Linked DNA regions of Pan troglodytes: region 1 is linked to region 2. The links are chromatin contacts, called in public capture Hi-C maps. All regions are on one chromosome and are shown on one strand. The core of a region is the stretch at or near the end of the contact, and the rest is flanking DNA. Distances in the headings are between cores, read along the strand shown. Region 1 has its middle 23 kb from the start of GTF2IRD1. Region 2 overlaps GTF2IRD1 (GTF2I repeat domain containing 1).

Region 1 (6,863 bases), core at 2,676-5,175, 140 kb before region 2:
GGCACCTCAGAAATGTTAATTGAGGGAAATTATGCAAAGGAGCCCGGATTGGAAATGCTCATTTGGACCTCAACAAGGTGGCTACGTTAAAAATAGCAAGAGGGGCTGGGCGCGGTGGCTCACACCTGTAATCCCAGCACTTAGGGAGACAGAGATGGGTGGATCGCTTGAACCTGGGAGTTGGAGACCAGCCTGGGCAAAACCCTGTCCCTCCTAAAAATTAGCTGGGTGTGGTGGCGCGTGCCTGTAATCCCGGCTATTCAGGAGGCTACTCAGGAGGCTGAGGCGGGAGAATCACTTGAATCTGGGAGGCAGAGGTTGCGGTGAGCTGAGATTGTGCCACTGCACTCCAGCCTGGGCAACAGAGCGAGACTCTGTCTCAAAAAAAAAATGTCTAGAGGAAGGAGTTAAGTTTGGGATTGGAGAGAGGATGCCAGGCCCTTTGTCCTATGAGGTCCAGGCTCCTGGGCCCCTGAAGGGTCATCAGGCCTTGGAGCCTGAGCATGGACCCTGGCTCTAACAGCCTGTGACCCCCACTGCACTCCTGCCCGCTCTAGTTCCTGTGGTACGGCCCTTTCACACTGTGGACACCCAAGCAACAAATCTAACAATCAGATTGGTAGCTGACACCTGTAATCCCAGCACTTCGGGAGGATCACTTGAGCCCAGGAATTCAAGACCAGCCTGGGCAACAGAGACCCCCTGTCTCTACAAAATAAAATACAACAATTAGCCGGGTGTGGTAGTAAGTATGTGTATTCTCAGCTACTCGGGAGTCTGAGGCCAGAGGATCACTTGAGCCTAGGAGGTGGAGGCTTCAATGAGCTGAGATCACACCACTGCATCCAGCCCGGGTGACAGAGCAAGGCCCTGTCTCATATAAAAATATTTAAAAAAATTTTTAAATCAGATATGACCATGTCAGTCCTCTGTATATAACCTGCTAAGGCTCCCCATTGCCCTCAGGATAAAGCCAGGCCTCTTAGTCCTGCACTTAAGGCCTGTCCTGCTGGGTCTCTTAGTCTCATCTCCTACCACATCTCACTGTTACCAGGAGCTCCATCTGCCAGCACCTCCCTTCGGATCCCCCAGCCTCACCCTGACTCTGAGCCTTAGCACAGGCCATTCCTGCCGCCTAGAACAGCAGCTCCTCTTTGTCACCAGAACAGCGACATCATCTTTCAAGCCCCGGCTCAAAGGCACTTTCTGATGTCTCCAGGCCAAGCTGGTTGCCTGGCTTTGCTTTTTTTTTTTTTTTTCTGTTGTTTTTTAGATGGAGTCTCGCTCTGTCACCCAGTCTGGAGTGCAGTGGTGCAGTCTTGGCTCACTGCAACCTCCACCTCCCAGGTTCAAGCGATTCTCCTGCCTCAGCCTCCCAAGTGGCTGGAATTACAGGCATGCACCACCATACCTGGCTAATTTTTATATTTATTTATTTATTTATTTATTTATTTATTTATTTTGAGACAGAGTCTCACTCTGTCACCCAGGCTAGAGTGCAGTGGCGCTATCTCGGCTCACTGCAACTTCTGCCTCCCGGGTTCAAGCAACTCTCCTGCCTCAGCCTGCCAAGTAGCTGGGATCACAGGCATGCACCACCATGCCCAGCTAATTATTTTTTGTTTTATATACATATATATTTTGTATTTTTAGTAGAAACAGGTTTTCACCATGTTGGCCAAGCTGGTGTTGAACACCCGACCTCAAGTGATTCACCCACCTCGGCCTCCCAAAATGTGGGGATTACAGATGTGAGCCACTGCGCCTGCCCTGGGTTTGCTGTTTCTCCAGCACCTTCCTGAGGCTTCTCCTGTAGCACATGCTCTTGGGATTTAGGTGTCTGTGCGTTTGGATGTCTTAGACTACGTGTTCCCTGAGGTCAGAAACTGTGTTCAGAACATCACTGGACCTAGCCCAGCTGAGAACCAGCTCCTCCATCCTGCCCAATGTCTGGGGCATCTGATGGCAAATGACCCCAGGGCTGCCTCCCCGTGCCCTGCCCTGCACCTTCCCTTCAGAGACAACTGAACCAGGCCCTGGTGACTTACCCCCCCGCCCCTGCCCACACCTCATCCTGTCCTCAAGGGCGCTTGGGGGACGGGAGGGACGTGTGGAGGGAGGCTGGTTATTAATTAAAAACCAAGTCACGCACAGATCCTGCTTCATTCCAATAAAAACCGTCAAGGGTATTAATTACCAGATCTGGCGATAGACGCGGGTTAGGTTTACTCAGGCCCGGTAAGGATGCTGGTGGCCAGAATATCAATGAGCACCCGGGCTCCTCGGCTCTGAGACCTGGGCTGAGCATGGGCTGGCAGGCGCGGGGCACCTTGGGGAGGACGAATTGTGATGAAAATAACATCGACGCCACTAAATGCTTCTCAACCAGCACTTCCCGAGTTCCAAGCAGGGGGCCACATACCATTGCTACATGCCTGATGTCATCTCACTCCCGAAAGCCTTGTGAGATGGATTCTATTTTTATCCCCATTTTGCAGCTAAGGGCATTAGGGTACAGAGAGGTTTTGTAATTTGATGGGGTCACACAGCTGGCAAGGGGCAGTGCTGGGATACCAGCCTGGGCTCTTTTTATTTTTGTTATATTTATTTATTTATTTTTTAGGACGGGATCTTGCTCTGTCACCCAGGCTGGAGTGCAGTGGCACAATCAAAGCTCACTACAGCCTCGAACTCCTGGGCTGAAGCGATTCTCCTGCCTCCACCTCCTGAGTAGCTAGGACTACAACGACATGCCATCACGCCCGGCTAATTTTTTTTTTTTGAGATGGAGTTTCACTCTTGTTGCCCAGGCTGGAGTGCACTGGTACGATCTTGGCTCACTGCAACCTCCACCTCCTGGGTTCTAGTGATTCTCCTGACTCAGCCTTCCGAGTAGCTGGGATTACAGGCACCCACCACCATGTCCTGCTAATTTTTTGTATTTTTAGTGGAGACAGGGTGACTCCATATTGAGCAGGCTGGTCTCGAACTCCTGACCTCAGGTGATCTGCCCACCTTGGCCTCCCAAATTGCTGGGATTACAGGCATGAGCCACTATGCCTGGCCATGCCCAGCTAATTTCTTAGTAGAGATGCGGTCTCGCTATGTGGTGCAGGGTGGTCTCAAACTCCTGGCCTCAAGCAGTCTTCCTGCTTCAGCCTCCCAAAGTGCTGGGATTACAGGTGTGAGCCACCATGCCTGGCAGCCTGTGCTCTCAAAGTCCCAGAGGAGCTGGGCTGCGTCATCAAAGCAACCCTTCCTTGGACAAATGGGGAAACCGAGGCAGGAGAGAGCATCGCTTGCAAAATCACACATTGGAGGAATGTCGACCATGTCCCCTGAGGCCCAGTGTAGGACTCTCCTCCCACCAGACTAAGTGTGTATATGTGGGGGTGGGGATCCTTGCCAGAAAGGGAGGGGTGTGGCCGGGCGTGATGGCTCACGCCTGAAATCCCAGCACTTTGGGAAGCCGAGGCGGGTGAATCACCTGAGGTCAGGAGTTTGAGACCAGCCTGGCTGATGTGGTAAAACCTCATCTCTACTAAAAATACAAAAAAAAAAAAAAAAAAAAAATTAGCCAGGCGTAGTGGTGGGCGCTTGTAATCCCAGCTACTCGGGAGGCTGAAGCAGGAGAATCGTGTGGACCCGGGAGGAGGAGGTTGCAGTGAGCCGAGATTGCGCCACTGCGCTCCAGCCTGGGTGACAGACTGAGATTCTGTCTCAAAAAAAAAAAAAAGAAAGAAAATAGAAAGGGAGAGGGTGCAGGGGCCCCAGATAGGCCAGGATTTGGGGGTCAAGGCCACCTGCCACTTCCTGTCTCCCTCCTCACCTGCCTCCCTCCTCCCTTCATCCATCCATCCTCTCCAAACCCTCAGCAGCCCAGCACTCCTCTGTGTCAACCCTGGAAGGCAGTCTCAGCCCGGCACAAGTCCCCAGCGGCATTAAAATAGGCCTGACCTAAATACAAGCACAATGCCAGCGCTGAAAACACGGCTGTGTCAGCGGAAACTCCAGCTGGGTAGGAAAAAAAAATACACTTTGGGATTCACGCCATCACCCCACCCCAGAAAGGGGGCCGGGCTGCCCCAGGGCCAGGGCCAGTGCCACCTACAGGACCCTGAGCACCCATAGTTCCCTAAACGTCCCCAAGTGTGGCAAAGTGGCGGAGGGGAGAGGACTCTGCTTCTGTGGCCTGACAGACGGCAAGCTCACAAGGGGGTCAGGCAGCCCTCAGCAACCACTGCTATCACTCCAGGGAAACTGCGGCTCTGAGAGGGGAGGTGGCCACCCGAGGTGGCACAGCTTATAAGTAGCAGGAGTGGGGCAGCCGCTTGATTTCCAGGCAGGAAGAGGAGAGGGACAGCAAACAGGCTCCTAATGCAGAAGCTTGGGCCTGTGACTCAAAACAGGTAGTAGGTAAACACGTTCTATCAAGAGGCCATCCATGCCTGTAATGCCAGCACCTTGGGAGGCCAAGGTGGGGGATCACTTGAGGTCAGGAGTTCAAAACCAGCCTGGCCAACATGACGAAACCCCTTCTCTACTAAAAATACAAAAATTAGCCAGGGGTGGTGGTGCGCACCTATAATCCCAGCTACTTGGGAGCCTGAGGCACAAGAATTGCTTGAATCCAGGAGGTGGAGGTTGCAGTAAGCTGAGATCGTGCCACTGCACTACAGGGTGAGACTCTGTCTCAAAAAAACAAACTGAAAAAAAAAGAGGCCATTGACAGCCTTGAAGACCTTACTTTTAATTTTTATTTATTTATTTATTATTATTATTATTGAGATACGGTCTTGCTCTGTCACCTAGGCTGGAGAGCAGTGGCGCGATCATGGCTCACTGCAGACTTGAACTCCTGGGCTCAAGTGATCCTCGAATCTCAGCCTCCTGAGCAGCTGGTTCTACAGGCACATGCCACCACACTCAGCTAATTTTTTGTATATTTTGTACAGATGGGGTCTCTCTATGGTGCCAAGGCTGGTCTCAAACTCCTGGCCTGAAGCGACCCTCCCACCTCAGCCTCTCAAAGTGCTGGGATTACAGGCATGAGCCACTGCAATTGGCCTGAAGGCCCTAAGTTTCTATTCAAACCAGAACTTGGCCGGGCGCAGTGTCTCATGCCTGTAATCCAAGCACTTTGGGAGGCTGAGGCAGATGGATCACCTGAGGTCAGGAGTTTGAGACCAGCCTGGCCACCATGGTGAAACCCCCATCTCTACTAAACATACAAAAAAATTAGTCATGCGTAGCGGCGCACACCTGTAATCCCAGCTACTCGGGAGGCTGAGGCACGAAAATTGCTTGAACCTGGGAGGCAGAGGTTACAGTGAGCTGAGAGTATGCCACTGCACTCCAGCCTGGGCGACAAAGTGAGACTCCGTCTCTAAAAAAATAAAAATAAAACTGAGCAGGGCACGGTGGCTCAAGCCTATAATCCCAGCCCTTTGGGAGGCTGAGGCAGGTGGATCACCTGAGGTCAGGAGTTCAAGACCCGACTGGCCAACATGGTGAAACCCCGTCTCTACTAAAAATACAAAAATTAGCTGGGCATGGAGGCACACGCTTGTAGTCCCAGCTACTCAGGAGGCCGAGGCAGGAGAATCACTTGAACCTGGGAGGCAGAGGGAGCCTGTGTGACAGAGCCAGACTCTGTCTCAAAAAAAAAAAAAAAAAAGAAAGAAATACATTATTTGCACACGAGGCACAATATGAATTGTGTAGATTCGGCGATTCTGCTCACGAGTAAAATGCTCTTATAGCTACATTTAAAGCCAGCATTGAACGATATAAAGATAAATGGTAAAGAATGAAATAGTAAAAGACTAATCATTTAGCATTTTAATGTTTCTGTATTAAGAATGACATTAAATGGCAAATAGCAATTTTTTTCAAAATCATGATGTCAAGAGAGAGTCAGCCCAAGGATGAAAGGAAGAAGTTTTGTATTTTAGCACCTTCGAGGACACATTTTTCCTGCTTTTTGAACAATGTGCCCCACACTTTCCTCTTGCAGTGATGTAGCCAACCCTGGCCCTGGAGCTGCACCATTCGGGGTAGGGAAAGAGAAGCATGTCTTCAGTGGTTTTCTTTTTCTTCTTGTTGTTTTTGTTTTTGTTTTGTTTTGTTTTTGAGACAGAGTCTTGCTCTGTCACCCAGGCTGGAGTGCAATGGCGCAATCTCGGCTCACTGCAACCTCTGCCTCCCGGGTTCAAGCGCTTCTCCTGCCTCAGCCTCCTGAGTAGATGGGATTACAGGGCACCTGCCACCATGCCTGGCTAATTTTTTTTTTTTTTTTTTTTTTTTTTAGAGACGGAGTCTCGCTCTGTTGCCCAGGCTGGTACAGTGGCGCGATCTCGGCTCACTGCAAGCTCTGCCTCCCAGGTTCAAGCCATTCTCCTGCTTCAGCCTCTCAAGTAGCTGGGACTACAGGCACCTGCCACCCCGCCCAGCTAATTTTTTTGTATTTTTAGTAGAGACGGGGTTTCACCATGTTAGTTGGGATGGTCTCCATCTCCTGACCTCGTGATCCACCCACCTCGGACTCCCAAAGTGCTGGGATTACAGGCATGAGCCACCATGCCCGGCCGCTAATTTTTGTATTTTTAGTAGAGACGGGGTTTCGCCATGTTGGCCAGGCTGGTCTCAAACTCCTGATCTCAAGTGATCCACAAGCCTCGACCTCTGCCTCAGCCTCCCAAAGTGCTGGGACAATAGGCATGAGCCACCACGCCCGGCCGGGTGGTTTTCTTTTTCTTCTTTATTCAGTTCTTGGCAAACTAGAATAAAGAGGGGCCTCTTGCCCCCAGACCTACCCTGTCCTGGGACTCGTAGTAAAGAGGTGGCAAATTTTCTGCTACATT
Region 2 (7,652 bases), core at 3,963-6,462:
TGAGTAGAGACGGGGTTTCACCATGTTGGCCAGGCTGATCTCAAACTTCTGACCTCAGGTGATCAGCCCGCCTCAGCCTCCCAGAGTGTTGGGATTACAGGCGTGAGCCACCGCACCTGGCTGAGATTGTGCTTTTTTGAAGATGAATCAGTCATTAAATTGCAAGAGCCCCACTGCACCCTAGAGCTGTGAGCCTCCCCAGTGTAGGGTGAGAGTACAGCCACTCCTGGACTGGTTTTGTTCTGGGTCAAAAGAGATGACTCAGGCCAGACGTGGTGGCTTATACCTATAATCCCAGCATTTTGGGAGGCCAAGATGGGAAAATCACTTGAGCCCAGGAGTTTGAGACCAGCCTGGGCAACACAGCAAGATCCCATCCTACAAAGACATTTTTTTAAATTAGCCAGACATGGTGGGGACGAACAACTGTATTCCCAGCTACTCGGGAGGCTGAGGCGGGAGGATCCCTCGAGCCTAGGAGTTGGAGGCTGCAGGGAGCCATAATTCCAGTGTGTGTGACAGAGTGAGGTCTTGTCTCTAAAAAGAGAGAGAGAGAGATAAGCCCAGAATGTCTTTAATGTTTTCCCAGCTGGGGACATCACATTTGCCTTCAGTGCCTCAGTTTCCCCACTAAAATCTAGAGGCCCTGCCTGCTCTGACATGCTGAGTGGCGGGCAGGCGTCTGGCTTGAGAGGAAGGCATACTTGGACTTGGACCAAGCCTCAGAGGGCAGTGGGTGAATTTCAGGCCTCAGGTCAAGGGAGCTGTGGGCCAGGGGTTTCTGGGGGCCAGGGGTGCTAGAAGGCACCAGACTGAACTGGAGGGGACCTGGTGGGGGGCCTCGGGTTGCAGAGGGATGGGGGGACTGGGTCCCTGAACTCATACCAGAAGGAACTCCAGCCCTGCCCGCAAGGGGCTGAGACAACCCACGCTCGACCCTGGGGGCTGAACGCCATTGGTAGCTGGTAGCTCTATACTGCCCAGCCAGGCCACACCCACCTGCCTGCAGCGGCACTGAATTAAATTAGGGAGACTGCCAGGCACAGTGGCTCATGCCTGTAATCCCAGCACTTTGGGAGGCCAAGGTGGGTGGATCACGTAAAGTCAGGAGTTCGAGACCAGCCTGGGCAACATGGTGAAACCCCAACTCTACTAAAAATACAAAAATTAGCCAGGCATGGTGGTGCACGCCTGTAATCCCAGCAACTTGGGAGGCTAAGGCAGGAGAATCACTTGAACCTGGGAGGCAGAGGTTGCAGTGAGCCAAGATCGCGCCATTGCACTCCAGCTTGGGCAACAGAGCACAACCCGGTCACAAAAAAAGAAAGAAAAAAGAAAACCCAGGACAGCTAACGGGGGCTGTTCAGGATATGCTGGGAAGAAGCGGTGGTGACTAAGGCGGGAGAAACCCTCTACCCAGGTAGCTGCTGTAATATTCCATCCGAAGAACATTCTAGTAGGTCATAAAAACCTAAAGGGGGTCGGGCATGGTGGCTCATGCCTGTAATCCCAGCGCTTTGGGAGGCCAATGCAGGAGGATTGCTTGAAGCCAGGAGTTGGAGATCAGCCTGGGCAGCATAGTGAGAACCCATCTCTACAAAAAAAATTTTTTTTAATTAGCTGGGCATGGTGGTGGGTGGTGGCGCTTGCCTGTAGTCCCAGCTACCCAGGAGGCTGAGGCAGGAGGGTCACTTGAGCCCAGGAGTTTGAGGCTGCAGCGAGCTATGATCACAAAGCTCACATCACCTCACTTCAACCTGAGTGACAGAGTAAGACCCTCTCTCTAAAAGACACACAAACACACACACACACACATACACACCCTAAAGAGAAATGCAAATATATTCCCATGGTAGAAATTTGGAAAATACAGAAATCTAACAACCCAGATGGCTGTTCATTTTTATGATGATACATTTCTTCCAGATTTCCCCCCAAGCTTATTAATTTTACATCTCACTGTTCTTCTTTCTATAAATTTACACATTTAACCTTAAAACATAAACATGTTCCCATGTCTTTAAAAAGCTCTGTTCCCTCTTCAGGCTGTATCATGGTTATGTAACTACCCTGTCCCCCAATTATGGACATTTGAGCAGCCCCTCACACCACAGACACCTAACACTCACGTCACACTTTTTTTTGAGACGGAGTCTCGCTCTGTCCCCCAGGCTGGACTGCAGTCGCGTGATCTCAACTCACCGTAACCTCCGCCTCCCGAGTTCAAGCAATTTTCCTGCCTCAGCCTCCCAAGTAGCTGGGATTACAGGTGCCCGCCACCATGCCAGGCTAATTTTCCTATTTTAGTAGAGACGGGGTTTTGCCATGTTGGCCAGGCTGGTCTCGAACTCCTGACCTCAGGCGATCCACCCGCCTCGGCTTCCCAAAGTGCTGGGATTACAGGTGTGAGCCACCACGCCTGACCACGTCACACTTACGATTTGCCGGTTACAAAGCCCACTCACGTTACCACATCATCTCCCCAAGTAGCTGGCCTTATTGGAGGGGACTGAGGCTCAGAGAGATTAAGCAGCTTTCTCAAGGTCACACAGCAGTGTGGCAGAGATTTGAACCTAAATCTTTACCATTTTATTATATTTCGGAACCCAGGGCAGGCTCTACCACTAGCCTAGGGCTTGTTGTGTGTCCCTGAAGTGGGTTGCAGCCACGCCCTCTTTCCCACCACCCCTCTGGTCTCATCCACACACGGTGGCTCTTTGCTGTCCCCTCCTGGCTACCAGCAGCTATTACACTGGTCCTGCCTGTGTAAACCTTTAGGCTTGTAGTTAATCCTTTGGGTTCATTTATTTGTACAACAAAAATGTATGGAGGGCCAGGCGCAGTGGCTCACGCCTGTAATCCTAGCACTTTGGGAGGCTGAGGCAGGCGGATCACAAGGTCAGGAGATCAAGACCATCCTGGCCAGCATGGTGAAACCCCGTCTCTACTAAAAATACAAAAATTCGCTGGGCATGGTGGCACGTGCCTGTAATCCCAGCTACTTGGGAGCCTGAGGCAGGAGAATCGCTTGAACCAGGGAGGCAGAGGTTGCAGTGAACTGAGATTGCAACACAGCACTCCAACCCGGCGACACAGCGAGACCCTGTCTCAAAAATAAAAAAGAAAAAAAAAAGGAGAGAGAGGTGGAAAGCCCGCAGGTGAAGCCCAGGGAGAAACTTACTAAAGGGGGTGATTGGTTGCACCAGCCTCTGCTGGGAGGTCAGTCCTAATGCCTGAGAGTAGACGGAGGTGCTAAGCAACAGGTTGCAGTGGGATGGTTCAGAGCAATTTTGGGGGAAGTGGTGGGGACCAGAGTGGAATAGTGGGCTCAGGAGACAATGAGAAAGGCAAGTGATTGAATCTGCCAAGGACCAAGCACCAAAGTGCCAGCTCACTGCCACCCTCAGTAAAGACTAACTTGCCCTTTCCCCCAACTCCCCTCCCAGAAGTAGCTTGCTCTCGTCTGCCTGCCACACATCGGGGGGGTCAGGTCTAAAAGGATCACCTTTTAGAGGGCAGGAGAGAATGAACAAGAGTTGAGAGTGGAATGGCTGCAGAGAGGGCTTTATTTTTTTGGTGGAGGGAGGGGACAGAGTCTCGCTCTATTGCCCAGGCTGGAGTGCAGTGGAGTGATCTCGGCTCACTGCAACCTCTGCCTCCCGGGTTCAAGTGATTCTCCTGCCTCAGCCTCCCGAGTAGCTGGGATTACAGGCACGTGCTATCACGCCCGACTATTTTTTGTATTTTTTAGTAGAGATGGGGTTTCACCATGTTGGCCAAGCCAGTGTCAAACTCCTGACCTCAAATGATCCACCCGCCTCAGCCTCCCAAAGTGCTGGGATTACATATATGACCCACCACACCCAGCCAAGAGAGGGTTTTAGAGGTAGGAACAGCAGCTGCATGATCTTCAGCAGATTCAGTAGAGAGGGAAGTGAGCTGGGGGAGAGGAAGGAGGATGGGGGGAATGGCAAGAAAAGGAGCACCCTGCTTAGAAAGGGAACGGAGCCGGGTATGGTGGCTCACGCCTGTAATCCAGCACTTTGGGAGGCCGAGGCAGGAGGATCACTTGAGCCCAGGAGTTTGAGACCAGCCACATAGCAAGACTGCATCTCTATTTAAAAAAAAAAAAAAAGGAGAAAGGGCCGGGCGTGGTGGCTCACGCCTATAATCCCAGCACTTTGGGAGGCCCAGGCGGGCAGATCACAAGGTCAGGAGATCAAGACCATCCTGGCTAACACAGTGAAACCCTGTCTCTACTAAAAATACAAAAAATTAGCTGGGCGTGATGGCTGGCACCTGTAGTCCCAGCTACTTGGGAGGCTGAGTCAGGAGAATGGCATGAACCCGGGAGGCGGAGCTTGCAGTGAGCCGAGATTGTGCCACTGCACTCCAGCCTGGGCGACGGAGCGAGACTCCGTCTCAAAAAAAAAAGAAGAAGAAGAAAAAGAAAGAAACAGGATGGGTGGAAGAGGGTTGCTGAAGGCTCATGCAAGCTCCTCTCTGCCTGCTCCTTCTCTCAGGGAGGGACAGGGGAGGGTGATGAGTCAGTGGACTAAATGTCCCCATGGGGATGAAGGACAGTTGGGGTCAGGTTTCTAGAGGGAGGGCTGGAAGGAGGGAAGGAGATGGCCAGAGAAGGATGTAGGACACAGAGGTGCCGCCATGGATCACCAAGAGGTTCAGGACTGGCCAGAGGGAGGAGAAGAGGTCAAGGTACGTGTGGGGCACTTGGATGACGCATCTGTGCCTGCACACAGCTGAAATCCCCAGGAAATAAGACGGGAGCAGGGTGGGTTTCTGCAGCTGAGGTGAGACCAAAATGCCAGCTCACTGCCACCCTCAGTAAAGACTAACTTGCCCTTTCCCCCAACTCCCCTCCCAGAAGTAGCTCACTCTCCTCTGCCTGCCACACATCGGGGGGTCAGGGAAAGCTCCCCCTCCCTGGGGAGCTGGTGTTCCCTAGGCCAGGGGCCAGTCCCTGCAGAGATTAGGAGCTGGGAAATCCCCTCCTCCCATCCCGCACGTCCACGCGTGCCAGACCCTGTGCTGTGGGCTTTTCACACACAGCCTCTTAGACGCTTAGCCTGTGAGGTGGGTGCTGTTGTCCTTCCTTCCCATTTTGTAACTGAGCAAACAGCCTGAAACAGACAAAAATCAGGTAGTTAGCATGAGGCCAAAGCCACTCCCTGGTCTATGCTGTTCTGCGGCCTGAGCCTGGGGTGGCCAGGTGGGGTTGTGCAGTGAGTGGGGGATGGAGAATAGCCCCCAAAAATGCTGCCGGAATGGTAAAGGGCCTAGCCTGCAAAGCTAGTAACTTGAGCTTTATTTTGTGGCACTGGCAGTTTTTCCAGTCATTGTAATGATACGATCAGATTTGCGCTGTCTTCAGGTTACCATGGTAACCATATTTCCACCCACCAAGGGTGGATTAGAGAAGGCAAAACTAGGGCAGAGAAGCCAGGGAGTGTTGAGAAGGTCTGAACCCAGGCAGTGGGCAGCTGGGCCCCACGATGGATGGGGTTAGGATCTAGAGGCAGCAGCAGGGTGTGAAGAGGGCGGAAGGTTCCAGAAGGGTGATGGTGGTGCTCGTCTCTAAGGCTGGGTCTGTGGGCTTGTGAGACACATCCAGGGGCCCATAGTGAAACCTGAGTGGTATTTAGTGCAGGCAGGGTGGCAGGCAGGCTGGGGGCCTCTCAGAAGCGTGGAGCTGGCAGAGAGACACCTGCCCGGGGCGTCGGAGGAAAGGGCGAATGTGCAGGAACAGAGTAGACGAGGTGGGGGAACCTTTGGGTAAGAAGAGCTGAGTCAGGAGCATTGAGGCAGCGGTTTTCAAACCTCAGAAGCAACAGCAGGGCCGGGCGCGGTGGCTCAGCCTGTAATCCCAGGACTTTGGGAGGCTGAGGCGGGTAGATCACCTGAGGTCGGGAGTTCAAAACCAACCTGGCCAACATGGTGAGACCCTGTCTCCACCAAAAAATACAAAAATTAGCCAGGCATGGTGGCGGACGCCTGTAATCCCAGCTACTCGGGAGCTTGAGGCAGGAGAATCGCTTGAACCTGAGACGCAGAGATTGCAATGAGCTGAGATCACACCACTGCACTCCAGCCTGGGTGACAGAGCAAGACTCTGTCTCAAAAAAAAAAAAAAAAAAAAAAAGCCAGACACAGTGGCTCATTGCCTGTAATCCCAGCACTTTGGGAGGCCAAGGCAGGAGGATTGCTTGAAGCCAGGAGACCAGCCTGGGCAACATAGTGAGACCCTGTCTCTACAAAAAATGAAAACATTGAGCCAGTGTGGTGGCACACATCTGTAGTCTCAGGTACTCGGGAGGCTGAGGAGGGAGGATCGCTTGAGCCCAGGAAGTCAACGCTGCAGTGAGCTGTGATCACACCACTGCACTCTAGCCTGCGAGACAGAATGAGACCTTGTCTTTCAAAAAAAAATTCTAGAATTGTTCTTGAATAGCAGTGGTTAACATTTTTTAAAAGCTTTGGAAGGTAGTGAACTCCCCGTCACTGGAGGCATTTAAGCAGAGGTTGAGCTGCCACTCACTAGAGAGGCCGCTTCCTATAGGGCTTGCTGCAGGAGAGGAGAAAGGGACAGGAGAGCCCTGCCGGTTTTGGAGGGGCTGTGGGGAGGACTAAAACCAAGGAGGAGCCCCTCTACCCACCAAATCCACTTCTCTTTGCTGCCCCGCCACCAGCTCCCCACAGCTCCTCCCTGCGTATGGGCCCAGCCACCCTTCTCCAGTTCCCTTTTGGGCAAACACGAGGGCTCTCCCCGGACCCAGGCCAGCTTCCGCTCATTTTAGTTCTCCTCTCACCCTGGGGGTACAGCCGTCCCTACCAGCTTGAGGGGACTGTGGGAAGGCAGCGCCCCACCTCTCCTTCCCCAGAGCAGGGGCTCCAGACCCCAGGGATGTGGCAGAGCTGCCAACTTCCTGTGTGACTCCAGCAAGTCAGGCTTGCCTACCTGGGCCTCAGTTTCCCTACTTGTAAAATGGGAAGAATTGCCCACGCCACGTCTGCCTCCCCTGGGGCCACCCTGGAGTGCATGACCAGGTGAGAAGGAGGGATGGGCTGTCATGAGTGGGAGGTGGTGAGGCAGAGAGACTGGCCAGGATGGAGCGGGGACAGCCTCGGAGGCCTGGCTTTGCAGCATGGACAGGGCCCTTCAGGCCTGGCCCTGGTAAGCTCTTCTGCTGACGTCCCCATAGCGGAGGAACCCGTACAGCCCCACTGGTCGGGGCCAAGCTCTTGGCGGGCTCCAGTTTTATCTAGGACATCCCCACATCGTCTCCTCTGTAAACGTTCCACTTTCATCTCAGTTTAAGGAACTATGTCAAATTACATGCTGCTAGCTGGGCACAGTGGCTCACGCCTGTAATCCCAGCACTTTGGGAGGCCAAGGCAGGAGGGTCACTTGCATCCAGGAGTTCGAAACCAGCCTGGGAAACATAAAGAGATCCTGTCTCGACAAAAAATAAAAAATTAGCCGGGCATGGTGGCATGTGCCTATAGTCCCAGCTACTCAGGAGGCTGAGGTGGGAGGATCCCTTGACCCTGGGAGTTGGAGGCTGTAGTGGGCTATGATTTTGTCATTGTACTCCAGCCTGGGCAACAGAGTGAGACCTTGTCTCAAAAAAAAA

What was found. Capture Hi-C pulls out chosen DNA fragments and counts their contacts.
Region 1: a capture Hi-C map of stem cell-derived neural stem cells shows a contact between it and region 2, with 4 times the contacts expected there. The contact joins two enhancer-like sites. A contact is called at or near these places in 3 of 7 Hi-C or Micro-C datasets (blood, induced pluripotent stem cells and stem cell-derived neural progenitor cells) and 1 of 1 other capture datasets (stem cell-derived neural stem cells).

The regions. Positions count from the first base shown.
Region 1 is chr6:81,997,538-82,004,400 of NHGRI_mPanTro3-v2.0_pri, reverse strand. No RefSeq gene overlaps it. Among named protein-coding and RNA genes, the nearest start is that of GTF2IRD1, 23 kb to the right of the region's middle. Within about 2 kb of position 3,925, at least 4 of the 24 cell types and tissues checked have an H3K27ac peak or open chromatin away from gene starts, as enhancers often do. A contact at or near this core is called in stem cell-derived neural stem cells, where this site is marked.
Region 2 is chr6:81,860,136-81,867,787 of NHGRI_mPanTro3-v2.0_pri, reverse strand. All of the region lies in intron 22 of GTF2IRD1 (GTF2I repeat domain containing 1), which reads left to right. Among named protein-coding and RNA genes, the nearest start is that of GTF2I, 81 kb to the right of the region's middle. Within about 2 kb of position 5,212, at least 7 of the 24 cell types and tissues checked have an H3K27ac peak or open chromatin away from gene starts, as enhancers often do. A contact at or near this core is called in stem cell-derived neural stem cells, where this site is marked.